Linked DNA regions of Zea mays: regions 1 and 3 are each linked to region 2. Evidence: chromatin contacts called from public Hi-C data. All regions are on one chromosome and are shown on one strand. Each heading gives the region's core, a stretch centred on a gene start, on an enhancer-like site or on the middle of the called end of the contact. The rest is flanking DNA. Distances are from core to core; before and after follow the strand shown.

Region 1 (3,838 bases), core at 295-2,794, 640 kb after region 2:
TTTAGTTCCGGAGTTAGTTGGATGGAGCGGCTCCATGCCAGGGAGCGGCTCTGTCCAGGAGATTTTGGGGAGCCAGATGGTTGAACATTTAAACATAATTTTTTTTCTTTTTAGAGCCACTCTGTCCTACATGGAACCAATTTCCGTCCCACCATACTTCAGAACCAAGCACTATCTAAAGCACTATGTTTAGGACAAGCAGCAAACAAGCTAATTGTCCTTTCAGAAACATCATGTTTATTTGACTGGGGGAAGTATATGTCATTTTGTGTACAAACTTTTTGTAAGCAAAACCAAGATATAATAGCCTATCTGTCCTAGCTTCGACTTCACCTTCACCTTCTACAATATTCGAAGATAAAATGATGCCAAATAGATGACAACTTCTTGGTCCTAAGTCCTAACCCTAAGTCCACTGTACTCTAGAGATCACAAATACGCTCAGCCAGAGGATCTGGGACTTATGCTATGGCTTGTGGCTTATGACTTATGAGCAAACATCTGATAAACTATATTAGTAGAGAAGATTAAACTATGCCAAATACAAACATCTCAACTGGCATGCTTATATGATGACAAGAACTTAAAATTGAACAGGTAGCAATTTAGCCATCGGGAAATGATACTTTTGCTTCCTGGAGATTGTGAAGATTGTGTGATTAAGAACAACTTGCCAATATACTTTACAATCTACTGTATGAATGGTATTCAGGTTAATCCACAACTTATTACACTTGCATAATGCATAATAAACATAGACATGGCGAGCATGATGCTGGCTGAAAATTTTCCCTTGACAATTTAACAAGAACTGCAAAGAGTTCTAATGATTATAAGCAGTAAGATGTGCCATTGGTGTACTGATCATGCAAAGTAGTGATCGTACGATTACTGATCATTGGGTCCATCGATCATCAGTTCACTTTGCCACAACAAAAACGAAAAACCACAAGATGAAATCCGGTTATAGTCTTATAGAGACCAGATCGATGATATTGCTATCCTGGAGCCCAAAATAACCACACACACGCTGGGCAACTGAACCAAACAAACGACTGCAGTAGAATCATACAGCGAAGCTACTGATCCCAGCGACCTAAGAACCATTATGATTTCTCTCGTGATGCAACTATCCACACAGCAATAGGACCTAGCCAGCGCAACAAAATTGAACATATGAGGACTGTAAGATCGATCGAAGAGAGGAAGGTAAAGGATACCTTGATGCAGAGGTTGCCAGCGCAGATGATGTGTTGGATCTTGCCGGGCACGAGCATGGACTTGAATTTGGCGGGCAGGTCGGGCACCCGGTGCGGGATGTGCAGATCCCCCAGCGCAAGCACAAGCACCATCCTCCCCCGATATCGCGTCCTTCCCCTCCCCACACTCTTTACTCTTGATCTCCTATTGAGCTGTACGCTTGTACCTCCACCCCAGGAGCCACGATCCGCGTCTCCACCTCAGGTCAGCTCTCTATCTGGTAGAGATGCACACCATGATTCGAGTCAAAATCGTCAATCACGTCACCCCTCTCCGCGAACAAGATCGAGAAGAAGCGCGACAGAAAGGCGAGAAGAAGGGGTTTGCTCGCTTCGCTGTACAAAGTGGGCCCGTATTGGGCTCATAGCCGGGCCGGGTGAGTGCTGCCCCGTTGTTCCGGGTCGCTGTACTGGACTTTAGCCCGCTGTACACAGGCGCTTGCGCTCCACGGGTCTTGCTTTGGTTGAGCGCGTGCGCGTGAGATCATATCTTCTATTACATTCTTTATTTTAAATTTTTAATATAAATAGTGTCAAAACAGTATTTTATATTTTTTATGGTCATATGAACGATCGGTTAAATACAGTCTTAAAACGTTAAGCTAAACAAACGTCTGTCAAGCTTTCCTGGACTGTTACCTCAATTTAACTTGTGTTATCCCTTTAAAAAGTTCAGCTTGTGTTTGACAGATTGAGTTAACACTCCTAACATGTTCTCTGGTCATTATTATGTACTATATAAAGCTAGTTTCTACTGTTTCACTGTCATGTATTACCTCTGTTGGCTGCTGTTGAGCACCATACACAACAGCAAAACTGAATACTCCCGTCGGCCATAATAATTTCCGTCGGTTTTTAGGGTTGCCGACGGGAGTTAATTAACTACCGTCGGCCATAACGAAGCCGACGGAAGATAAAATAACTCCCGTCGGTTAGTCCGGAGGCCGACGGGAGCTACATTATCTCCCGTCGGCTTCGTTACGGCCGACGGGGTTTAGGGCGGGCCCGGCTAAAACGCGCGCGCCGGCCACTCGCCCAGGCTTTATTCATCGCGCGGTCGTTCTCCATCGCCGGCCACTCATCCCGCGCCGCCGCCGATCGCCGTCGAGCGCCCGAGCGCCGCCCGAGCCTGCGCCGCCGCCGCCGTGCGCCCGAGCGCCGCCCGAGCCTGCGCCGCCGCCGCCGTGCGCCGCCCCGCCCGAGCGCCGCCAGCGCCTACGCCGCCGCCGCCGACCCCGCCGCGCCCGTCCCGTCCTCCGCCGCGGCTTGCCGACGCCGCTGCCCCCGCCCGTCCCCTCCCCCGACGCCGCTGCAACCTCCACTGAGACAGTAAGATTGAAATCATTTAAAATTATATCATTGCGATATATATTTATATTTATATCGAAAATATGTTTATTCCCGTCGGTTGGTTGATTGTATTGATTAAGCCGACGGGAGTTAACTACGTTGTGGTAGTTTGATTAGTATGATACACTGTTTATTTTCCTAGAGTTTTAGGGTTAAGTGCGCAGACCAGTAGTTAACCCTAGGCGTCACCCGTTCTGGAAGCATGCACATGCATCACATTTATTCATATGTTTGGGCCTAATGCACCTAGACAATCTATGGATGCATAGATTGTATAGTTTCATTCGGTCCAAACACAAGATTACTTGTGATGTGCGTGGTTCCGGGATTGTCCACGTATTTGGACAGCCGGAGAATGGGTGTGGCCGCATGTGATTCGTGCACGTGTCCGTTGGTCCGAACGAGATTTCAGCAGCATAACCCAGTTGTTCTCCGTCGCACCATGATAGGCGTGTGTTCGGAGAACAGCGGGGTTATGCTGCCGAAATTTCGTTCGGACCATCGGGCACGTCACGAGTCGCATGCGGCCGCCTCCATTCTCGGGTGGGTTTATGTCCTTTCCTATAGTAGGGTTATCACCTAAGCCACGTGCATCGCTCTTATATGCTGAATTTTTGGTTGGTGGTTTACACAACAGCAAAACTGAGCCATCCTAGTCATGGAAGATGACCGTGAGTGGATGTATGCTGGTTGGAAGAAGGGCGGATGTCACACAAAGGAATGGTTTCAGAAGACAGAAAAGTTTTTAGAGAACGCTCGTGGAGAGTCAACCCACGCTGTGATTAGGTGCCCATGCACCAAATGTGGGAACATCCAGTCACATGACAAGAGAACTGTGGCACTACACCTTTGCAGTCATGGGTATGTTCAAGGTTATAAGGTTTGGGATAACCACGGCGAGTCACGGAGTATAGTATCAGCACAGATGGAGGTGGATGACGGTGAAAACGTTGATCGATTGGATCATATGTTAGAAGATATGCAGGCAGAGTTTGTCAACAATCCTGAAGATCCGCCTACAAAAGAGGTTGAAGAGTTGTTCAAACTCCTCCAAGACTTAGAAATGCCTCTGCATGGACACACAACGGTTACCATCCTCCAGTTCGTGACCCGTCTAATGAGCATAAAGTCAAAGTTTGGTTGCTCAGCCAAATGTTATAAGGCGATTTTGGACTTGTTTAGTGATGTCCTTCCTGCCGATCATAAGGTGCCTAAAGACATTTACCGGT
Region 2 (4,352 bases), core at 838-3,337:
AAACCAAAGAACTGCTCACCAACAGATAGTGCTAAGAATGTTTATATATTTTGGGCTTGGACAGATAACCATGGTTACCATCCTTTCAGCTGCTTCAGGCTTAGCTTGATAAGTTCTCGTTCTAAAACGAAAAAGATTCTGATTTGAATTTTTTTTATTGAGGTACATCTTTTTTTACTCAATAACAACTTTTAAAATAGTCTGGGAACCTCATGGAGCAGAGTTCATGATTTCAACATGTGAATGCCCGTCTGCAATAATCATAAAATTCTGTTCAAAACAGTAATCACTATAAGCACACATAAAAAGTAGGCATTACAAGAAACACACAAGAGAAACTCCAAAGTTCTAGACCATATAATGCTTGCACTAGTTTTGCCAACAATATAATGCAATAGCTAGTTAATTGAAGATGCTAAGACTAACAAGTGAGGAAGCAGGTAGCTGCCATACACTTTGGGTGGTAACATGATCTTCCACAGAAATTCTTCAGCATCCCCTAAATAGACTCTTCGTTCAAGAAGAGTTGGAAAGCCTGCGGTCAATTGACAGCAGCTGTGTCCGAAGATGCTGATTATCCTCCAGCAGGCGGTCATATTCAGTCAGCAAGCCTTCGGATTGTTTTTGGATAGCAAGTGCCTTGTCCTCTGAAACATGGACCTCTTCTGTCTTTTCTTGGACTTGTAGCTTCAGTTTCTTCATCTCCTTGTTCAGAGTGGCAATCTCTTCCTGGTATTTCTTTGCCTCCTCCGAGTTTCCATGTTTTGCCTCCTCCAACATTTTATTATGCTTACGTACAGCCTCTAAGTCCTTTTTAAACCGGCGCAAATCTCTGATGTATTGGTGGAGCCGGTCAATCACTAGAGCAAGAAATAAGGAGTACCCTGAAAGAATAGTACTCAGCTCAGACTTCAACATGGGGCAGATAACATGAATTCAGTGCTGAAACATTTAGCACAATGTTTTAAGAGGGAAAGGGTGCATGCGTAAAAAGGACATGATAGATAACCACATTCTACTGGAGTCATATGCACAGTAGAAATTTCATTGCAACATATATACAGAATACACCAGAACAAGAAATTCTGAATGTGCCCAATGCTGATGCAACAAGTACTTCACCTCCCATCAACAAACTCTGTGCGCACTTTTTTTGCACTGTGGAGTGAGATGGGGAAGCTGTATAGCTTGGATCGAAATAGTTCCTCAGGATAAAATTACTAGCTGGACCTTACAATTTTACATTTACTCACAAACAGATGCATAAGAATGTTATAAGTTTTAATCCCCTACGCAGGGTCAAAGAATGGATGCTCTTTTCTTTTTTAGACCAAAAAGACCTTGATCTGTTTAATAATATTTGAAAGCTTAAAAACTAGTTACTGCCCGGGTTACCAGCTTACATCAACACAACCGCTTGAACAGCCACCTGAATAAGCAAGATAGCAGTACACCCCACCAACCTAGATTGTCACAGACTATTCATCACACCCAGATCTCACCACACCCCTACCCAAGCAAGCAATAAACAGGGAATCGAGACCAATAAAAAAGGGGATAGAGGAGCCCGCATGGACAAGGCGTAATGAACGTGATCGAGTGGGCTGATGCGCGTTACCAGGACCTACCCATGAGGCACGCCTCCAGGAGGTGACGCGAGAAGAGCACCTGGTCGGTGGGGGTGGGCCCGCCGCCAGAGTCGGAGTCGCTCGTGCTGCCGGCGATCTGTGTCATGCTGTAGAGCGTTGAAGCGAGCAGGGCAAGGATGACGCCCGCGACCGTCTTGACGACGACGGGCGCGTGGCGGCCGCGCTTGAGCCGGTCGATCACTAGCACGGCGAGCTTCCGCAGCGGCGTCTTGAAGAGCAGCGCCGCCGTCAGGGACGCCTCCGCCACCAGCACGACGAACAGCAGCTGGATCATTGCCGCTTTTATGGAGCTACTAGTTGGATTCTGGATTCAGACTGTGGTGACAACGTGAGAGATGAGGATCCGTTCTGGAGCGGGGCGTGCGGTTTGCTTCCTACCTGCGGTTTGGGGTTTGGGGAAAGAAGCAAGCAGGCGCGTCCCCGAATGTTTTTTGTTTCAGTCCAGTCCATTTCAGACGAGAGACATTGAAAAATCTCGATCGTTAAGATACCAAACTGAAAAATCGGCTCCGCTTTGCTTATTTGTGAGTTTGAGATGGATCGTTTATATCGCGAGTCATAAACAAAAAAATATACAAATATGTATACAACAATATAATTAATTGCTAATTAACTTTAGACCAATTAAATATTAGAAAAGAGTAATAATACTTACAAATTCAATTTCCACATCAATTCAACACCAAATTAATATAGTTAATCACTTATTAGTTCATCCAATACAAATAAAGGTTTTGTTTTGCTGATAAATACTTGTTCGAGTTAAGGAGGTGGCTCGTTAACAAATCAAGCTGAGATGCTAGCTCAGCTCGTGATAAAATGAAAATTAGTCGAGCCGACCGAGCTGACGAGCCATGAGTATTTTGTCCACCCTAAAAATGACTGGAAAGTGATTTAAATTAAATCAATTTTTATTTAGCTAACCATGAAACGTGTTGGTTAGAAACTTTTGGGTATGGGTGTAATTGGGTCGGATACATGCTGATATTGTATCATACCTGTTTTCATTTTTTTTTCTACGGATTCAGATGGGATGGATATTATCGAATGGATATCGACATATTAAATATTTAATTTGAGTATACGAATACGACTATAAATTGGATACGAAATATTCGGATTTGAATACGGATCGGATTTCATCCCTTTTAGACGAATTGAATTCAAGTATGGAAAGATAATATTCGTACTTTGCCCTAGCACTGTCGCTCGTCCTTGAAGGTTTTCCTTTGGAGTCTCCTCTAAAAGTTTAGGTTCCAAATCAAGTTCTTTTGTTCCTTCAAGCTTATACTCTTCTCAAGAACTTGGTTGGAGCAGCCAATCGACACTTTATTGAGTTGTTCCTTTTTGGAGCGTTTTGGTGTCCCTAGAGGTTTGGATTGCATTCCAGAAAGCCACAAGCTCTTCATTAAGAAAATTTTAATGGCTCCCATTCACCCTTCCTCCTGTCGCCTCACGGTCCTTTAATTGGTATCGGAGCCGGTTAAGGATCTCTCCACCTTAATAGGTTTGGATCCTCGGATGCGATATGGAACGAGGTGTTAGCAAACCTCTGTTCTTCAATGGGACAAACTACCTGAAAGGGAAATGGCCTTAAACCATTTCTTATTTTTTAGTACTTGATGACCATCACAATCATTCGGACTAACTAGTTTGCCTAGTCTTTGATTCACATGTTCATAAGATTCAACAGTTCAGTTTCTAAGTCAGAATCAGCTCAGATTCAACCAAATAGGGGTAAACCATGAGATAGATGAACTACCAATAGTTCTACTCCTTGGATAAGTTCAAAATACCCCGAGGAACGTATTCAACACTTTTAGAAAGGTTGAAAAGCTCAAAATCAACATATCGCTATTTTGGAGCTAGTTTGAGCAAAAGAAGAAATATGAGTAAAAGAATCAAAGTGTTCATGATCCTTGACTTAGACTGGATGGAAAACCACTTGAGATATTTTTCTAAGTCACGGGATCTCTCTCAAGTTTAGCCAAAGCAACATGGAGAAGATTGTTCAAAGATCAACGGGAAGTTAGAAACTCAAGTTCTGAAATTGCCTAGCGCGGACCGTCCGGCCCCTTCTGGCGGACCGTCCGCGACAGCGTTTCGACTTCGGCCAGGAACTGAAAATCGTGGATAGTCCGACTAAACCGCGGACTGTCCGGCTATACAGTGTGAACCGTCCGGCTATAATTCACGGACTTTCCGCATGTGAAGACCTGGTTCAGCCCGAAGGTGACAAGTTGAGCAAAAAGAATTATAGAGCTGGCGCGGACCGTCCGGGACCAAGGGCGGACCGTCCGTGTGGTGTGACCGAGGCAAATAGCCGTTGATCTGTCAGGCGTATCCATTGGAGATGTCAGAATCGATCGTTGGAGGGTTGCAGACCGTCCGGGCCCTAGCCGTGGACCGTCCGCCAGTGTAATTTCTGGCAGATGCGCCCCAACGGCTATATGGGTGGTTGAGGGCTATAAAAGCCACCCCAACCAGCCCATTCACAAGGATTAATTGATCCATTTCATACACAAGAGTTGGGTATTCACTCCTATCTACTAGAACAACACTTCTATACACATCAAAGCCTCACAAGTGCCACAAAAGAGAGATCAAGCAAGAAAGAGCTACTCGTGTGCGTTTAGTGATAGTGCCTTGTGAGAATCATTGAGAGAAAGTGTGTGCTACCTCTTGTGATCATTTGAGCGTGGA
Region 3 (4,246 bases), core at 1,354-3,853, 950 kb before region 2:
TAGACCTGTGCTTTGGCGTGGGACAGACGAGGGGATTTTTTTAACCACAGCCTGAAATTCGCTCCCACGGGGAGTCGAACCCAGGACCTGAGGAGTGCTACTCAGACCACCTAACCAACTCAGCTAGAGGCCCTTTCGCTGATGTTATGATAAAGAAAGGCACAAAGCTAAACGACTGAATTCCAAATGTATGACAAATTGTTCCATGTGACCATACTGCTAAGAGTTGAATCACTGCTTATTTGTGTTGAAAAATGATATCAGACTCAGAGATAGGATCATAGGAATGGCCCAATGCACAGACTGTTGCTCTAGCCTAGTCAAGGGAATCATGTAGCTCCTGTATATGCCACCATCAAGGGCACCCTGAACTGATGATGGCTGCCCCCCATCATACAGTGCCAATAAGAGGGATGGTCCACATCCAATGGAACCAATGTTCCTAGGGGATTCGCTAGCCTAACAAACCTCCTAGAATATGATCTAAGTGGTGATGCAAGTGACAGGAAGGCCACTGGGAAATCCACCATTGGCCATCGATCTCTACTTCCTCACCGGAGTTCAAGAGGAGGCATGGGTGCCCAGAAAGGGCTACCATCAAGATCAACTACCGATGGCACGTTATGGTTAGATCTTTCATCCATTCCACCTAAGATCAGATAATTTGAACTTCCAAAAAAAATACAGGAACTCAAGTGGCCAAGTGCTACCAGATAAGAACAAAACAAAAACCACAGGCATCATAAACCATTGCACGACATATATACTAAGTAGGGACTAAGTTCCTGCCATAAAAAGTGGCAGAATTTGAAGCTTACGAGTCTTACCAGTAATAATCAAACAGCAGTAGACCACATGTACTTAAACGTTGATTGCCCTAATTCCCAGCAAATGTGCCTGCAAAAATGAACGCAGAAGCCAAAATATCATCATGCATGCCACAGGTTGCAACTTTGTATCAGGAACAATAATATTAACCTGTATGGATCTCTGCAAAAAGTAAGGACTAGAGTATATCTGAAGTGGGTCTATAGGTCAGTGTTATTTTTTTAGAGTCAGAATATAATTAAATATAGGGCAAGAATATTCTAGGTTCATCTCAATCCCAACAAGCAAAATGGAACTTGGTTTCAATTCACCAGATAAAACCATTAAGAAAATTTCAAATGATGCGTAATGGTACTCTCGTATGCCTTTCGTGAGCAAAAGCAACTACAAAGAAAGATATTGAACATAATTTAAACTACGAGAGAGGAGGTCAGAAGATTCACTGGAAAGGAACAGTCAAATGAGCAGAGCTTTTTACTCCATTGAACTTGCAAAGGGAAAGCAGCCTGCCGTGTTCATTTGATTACAAAATCAAGGGAATTGGAGAGGTTTGAGAGGGGTTTTGCCTTGCAGGGGATTTAATCCTCCATACAGTTCCCTTAGTTTTGGGGTCAAACGAACAGAAGGGATGGACCAGAGAGAACGAACCATGCGCGTGTAGAGGTGATCCTGCCACTGTCTTTCGATTGTAGGAGACGTAGGAACATTACTGTATACCTAAACTACATGTGATCCAATTAGGGAGCCAAGATGAAACCAACCATACATTCTTCTTCTGAAGATACTATATTGTTCATAAACGTAACTCTCTAGTCAATAAGTTTAAGATCGTTGTTTTCATGAAGCGCAACTTTGTGAAGCGCTTCTACACCTTCTCCACAAATAAACAATGGATGGGAATTCACAGTGTTCAGAGGCAGACTCTGTCACAAGGTAAGAGGAATTATGAGTGATTTCACTAAGACAACGGGTTGAAAATCTCCTCAATGCAGACATGAACCCCAAAATGAGACAGAAGCTGCAGCACAATTCAGGCTCCACTCCTCTCACCTAGACCCAGAGCCTCAGACACCATCAAAGATCTGACTCAGAACGATTCTCCAGATTTAAAAAAATAGAGACGCGACGCCGCTCCACTAACAAGTATATCCAGTTTCGCGTGCGCACCTCATCAACCGCAAGGGCACGGGTTGAGCTAAGAACTGAACGATCTCTCAAGTTCTCCATGGGCAAACGAAGGGTGGGCTCAGTACGAAGACAATAAACTAGAAGGCCATACCAACCTTCCACCTTGCACCTCTCCGGAACACTGAGCCGGAGCTGGGAAGGATCAACTTGCTGCCAGCGAAGGATTAAATAGCGGACACCCCCCACACCGCGACAAGAACTGAAATTAATAATCGTAAATTCGTGAAAACGAGCGTGGAAGAACCCGCGGGGACTACAAGGAGAGAGATTTTCGCGCAAACTTCGCTGGCGCATACGAGGACGAAAACGAAACCGCCGGCGCCGGTAAAATACGACGACGCCGACCGAGAGGGAGGCGGGCGCGCGCCACGACGGATGGGGAGGAGGGCGAAGGAGATACCTAGGCGGCGGGGGCGTTCGCGTCGTCGCCGTCGTCCGCGCCTCGGAGACGCAGGAGAGAGAGGGAGGGCTGATGGGCAGAAAGCGAGAGGCGGTGATGCGATGCGATGCGATGTCGGACGGGGACGAGGAGAAGTGGAGCAGAGAGATGCTGAGGTGAGGGTGTGGCCCTTTGCCTTGGCAACCAGAGCAGAGAGGGGCAATTACAGCATTCCTTCGGGGGGCTTTTTTAATGGAAAAAAAGTCGCTCTCCCTCCCTTTCGTTTCCTTGGGCAGAGCGGATGCCAAGTTTGTTCGGAGTCCAGCAACGGTTTATTTTGAATAAGCTTTTACGGAACATAAAAAGGGCAGAAACTATTCATGGAAACCACTGAAATAATAAAAAAAGGAAACTAAAAATAGATAATCTGGCACATGTGAACAGCCAGTGATATTTTGTTCTACTATCATATATGTTGGCTCTCTCTAAACTTTGCCGGTTTGTAAGAGAAAGTAGCTGATTAACACGACAATTTTGAGTTGTTCTATGGTATATTTTTTTTACTTTGGTTTGATGGTAAAGAATTGTAAGCTTGTATTTGTCGGAGCATCTGTCTGCAATACGTCTACGTGAGGCCAAAGAGAAGAGAATCTGTTGTTGTCCTTGTCCGTAAATCCGACATCCAGCAAGGATCTTACAGCGAAAAAGGCGACTCGACCAAACGAAGCCGCTTGGAAGAATCCATGGCCGCCTGTGCAAGTGCGCATGCCTCTATGCGGTCGGCGGCGCACCTCACGCCACCGCTACCACGTCGCGCCCATCAACCGACGCGTGGGCCCACGAACCACCTTGCCCCGCACGTCAGTCGCGTATGCTCATTGCTCACTCGGATGGCTCGCGCACTAGTACATGGACGGAATCGGGCCGTCACGGGTGACGCGACTCGCACCCGCGCTGCCGCCCTGCCTCGGATTGTGTTGTGCGTGGGGCCCAGGTGAGCAAAGGATGGTCGCGGCGGCGTCCGTGTCGCCATCCTGGAGTGGTGCCGTCTCTTTGTTTTGCAACGTGGGGGAGTGCGGCCCGGCCGACGTGTCAGCCTCCTTCCCAATTGATCTCCGCAAACTGACCTGACCTCACCTGCTATGCGCTTGCTCTCGGTGTTATATTGTTTTATTAAAATAAAAAAAAATACATCTAATTATATATTTAAACAAATGCAATTACGTAAGAAAAACAATTAGAAATTATATAACATAACCATCAAAATTAAAAACACGTATTTTATTAATCTTTTCTATACTATATAAATCATCAGTTTATATAGTTCCACGTTTACTATCGTCGTAGTGTGTCGTTCTTCCTCTTCCCGCTTTATCTAAAAATAAGGTAAAATTATGCTTAAATGGGGTTCAAAACTTGATTGTGACACCATATTCACACTAATCTAACCAATAAAATACACATATTTTTATGTTTTATTAAAATAAAGTTTACTAATGTTATATAAAAACCGTAACAATACACAGTCATCCGACTAGTATAACTAATAAACTAAGTTTTTTTTCTCATTTTCCTCCTCCACCTTTTTTATGCCTTTTCCCCTCTAGTTTAAGTTGCTTTGTTAGTTTTTTAAGGCTAATTTCTACATACCTTTTTGTCTTAGTCTATGTCGATATGGAACAATCCATCAATTATTAAATTGCTTAAATAATTTAGTTTGAGAAATCCTCTTACTAGTCTTGTAGATCTTATTTAACATTTCTTTCTATGTAGGTGGGGACTCGCTGCTACTTGTTGCTAGATCAATCCCATTTCATTGAGCTCTTGCCCTATAACGATCAATATGCTATG

The links. Hi-C and Micro-C count contacts between places; a contact is called where the count stands out from the background.
Region 1: a Hi-C map of endosperm shows a contact between it and region 2, with 3 times the contacts expected there. The contact joins the promoter of LOC100192764 here to the promoter of LOC100384252 in region 2. A contact is called at or near these places in 6 of 25 Hi-C or Micro-C datasets (bundle sheath, ear, endosperm and 2 more).
Region 3: a contact with region 2 is called in a Hi-C map of tassel, with 3 times the contacts expected there. The contact joins the promoter of LOC100383395 here to the promoter of LOC100384252 in region 2. A contact is called at or near these places in 2 of 25 Hi-C or Micro-C datasets (ear and tassel).

Annotation. Positions count from the first base shown.
Region 1 is chr5:140,908,006-140,911,843 of Zm-B73-REFERENCE-NAM-5.0, reverse strand. LOC100192764 reads right to left here and starts at 1,544. Exons shown (of 3, transcript NM_001137960.2): 1 at 1,221-1,544. The coding sequence starts at 1,352.
Region 2 is chr5:141,548,206-141,552,557 of Zm-B73-REFERENCE-NAM-5.0, reverse strand. LOC100384252 reads right to left here and starts at 2,087. Exons shown (of 2, transcript NM_001176818.1): 1 at 1,629-2,087; 2 at 231-884. The coding sequence starts at 1,923. The coding sequence ends at 517.
Region 3 is chr5:142,501,780-142,506,025 of Zm-B73-REFERENCE-NAM-5.0, reverse strand. LOC100383395 reads right to left here and starts at 2,603. Exons shown (of 3, transcript NM_001176050.1): 1 at 2,417-2,603; 2 at 828-897.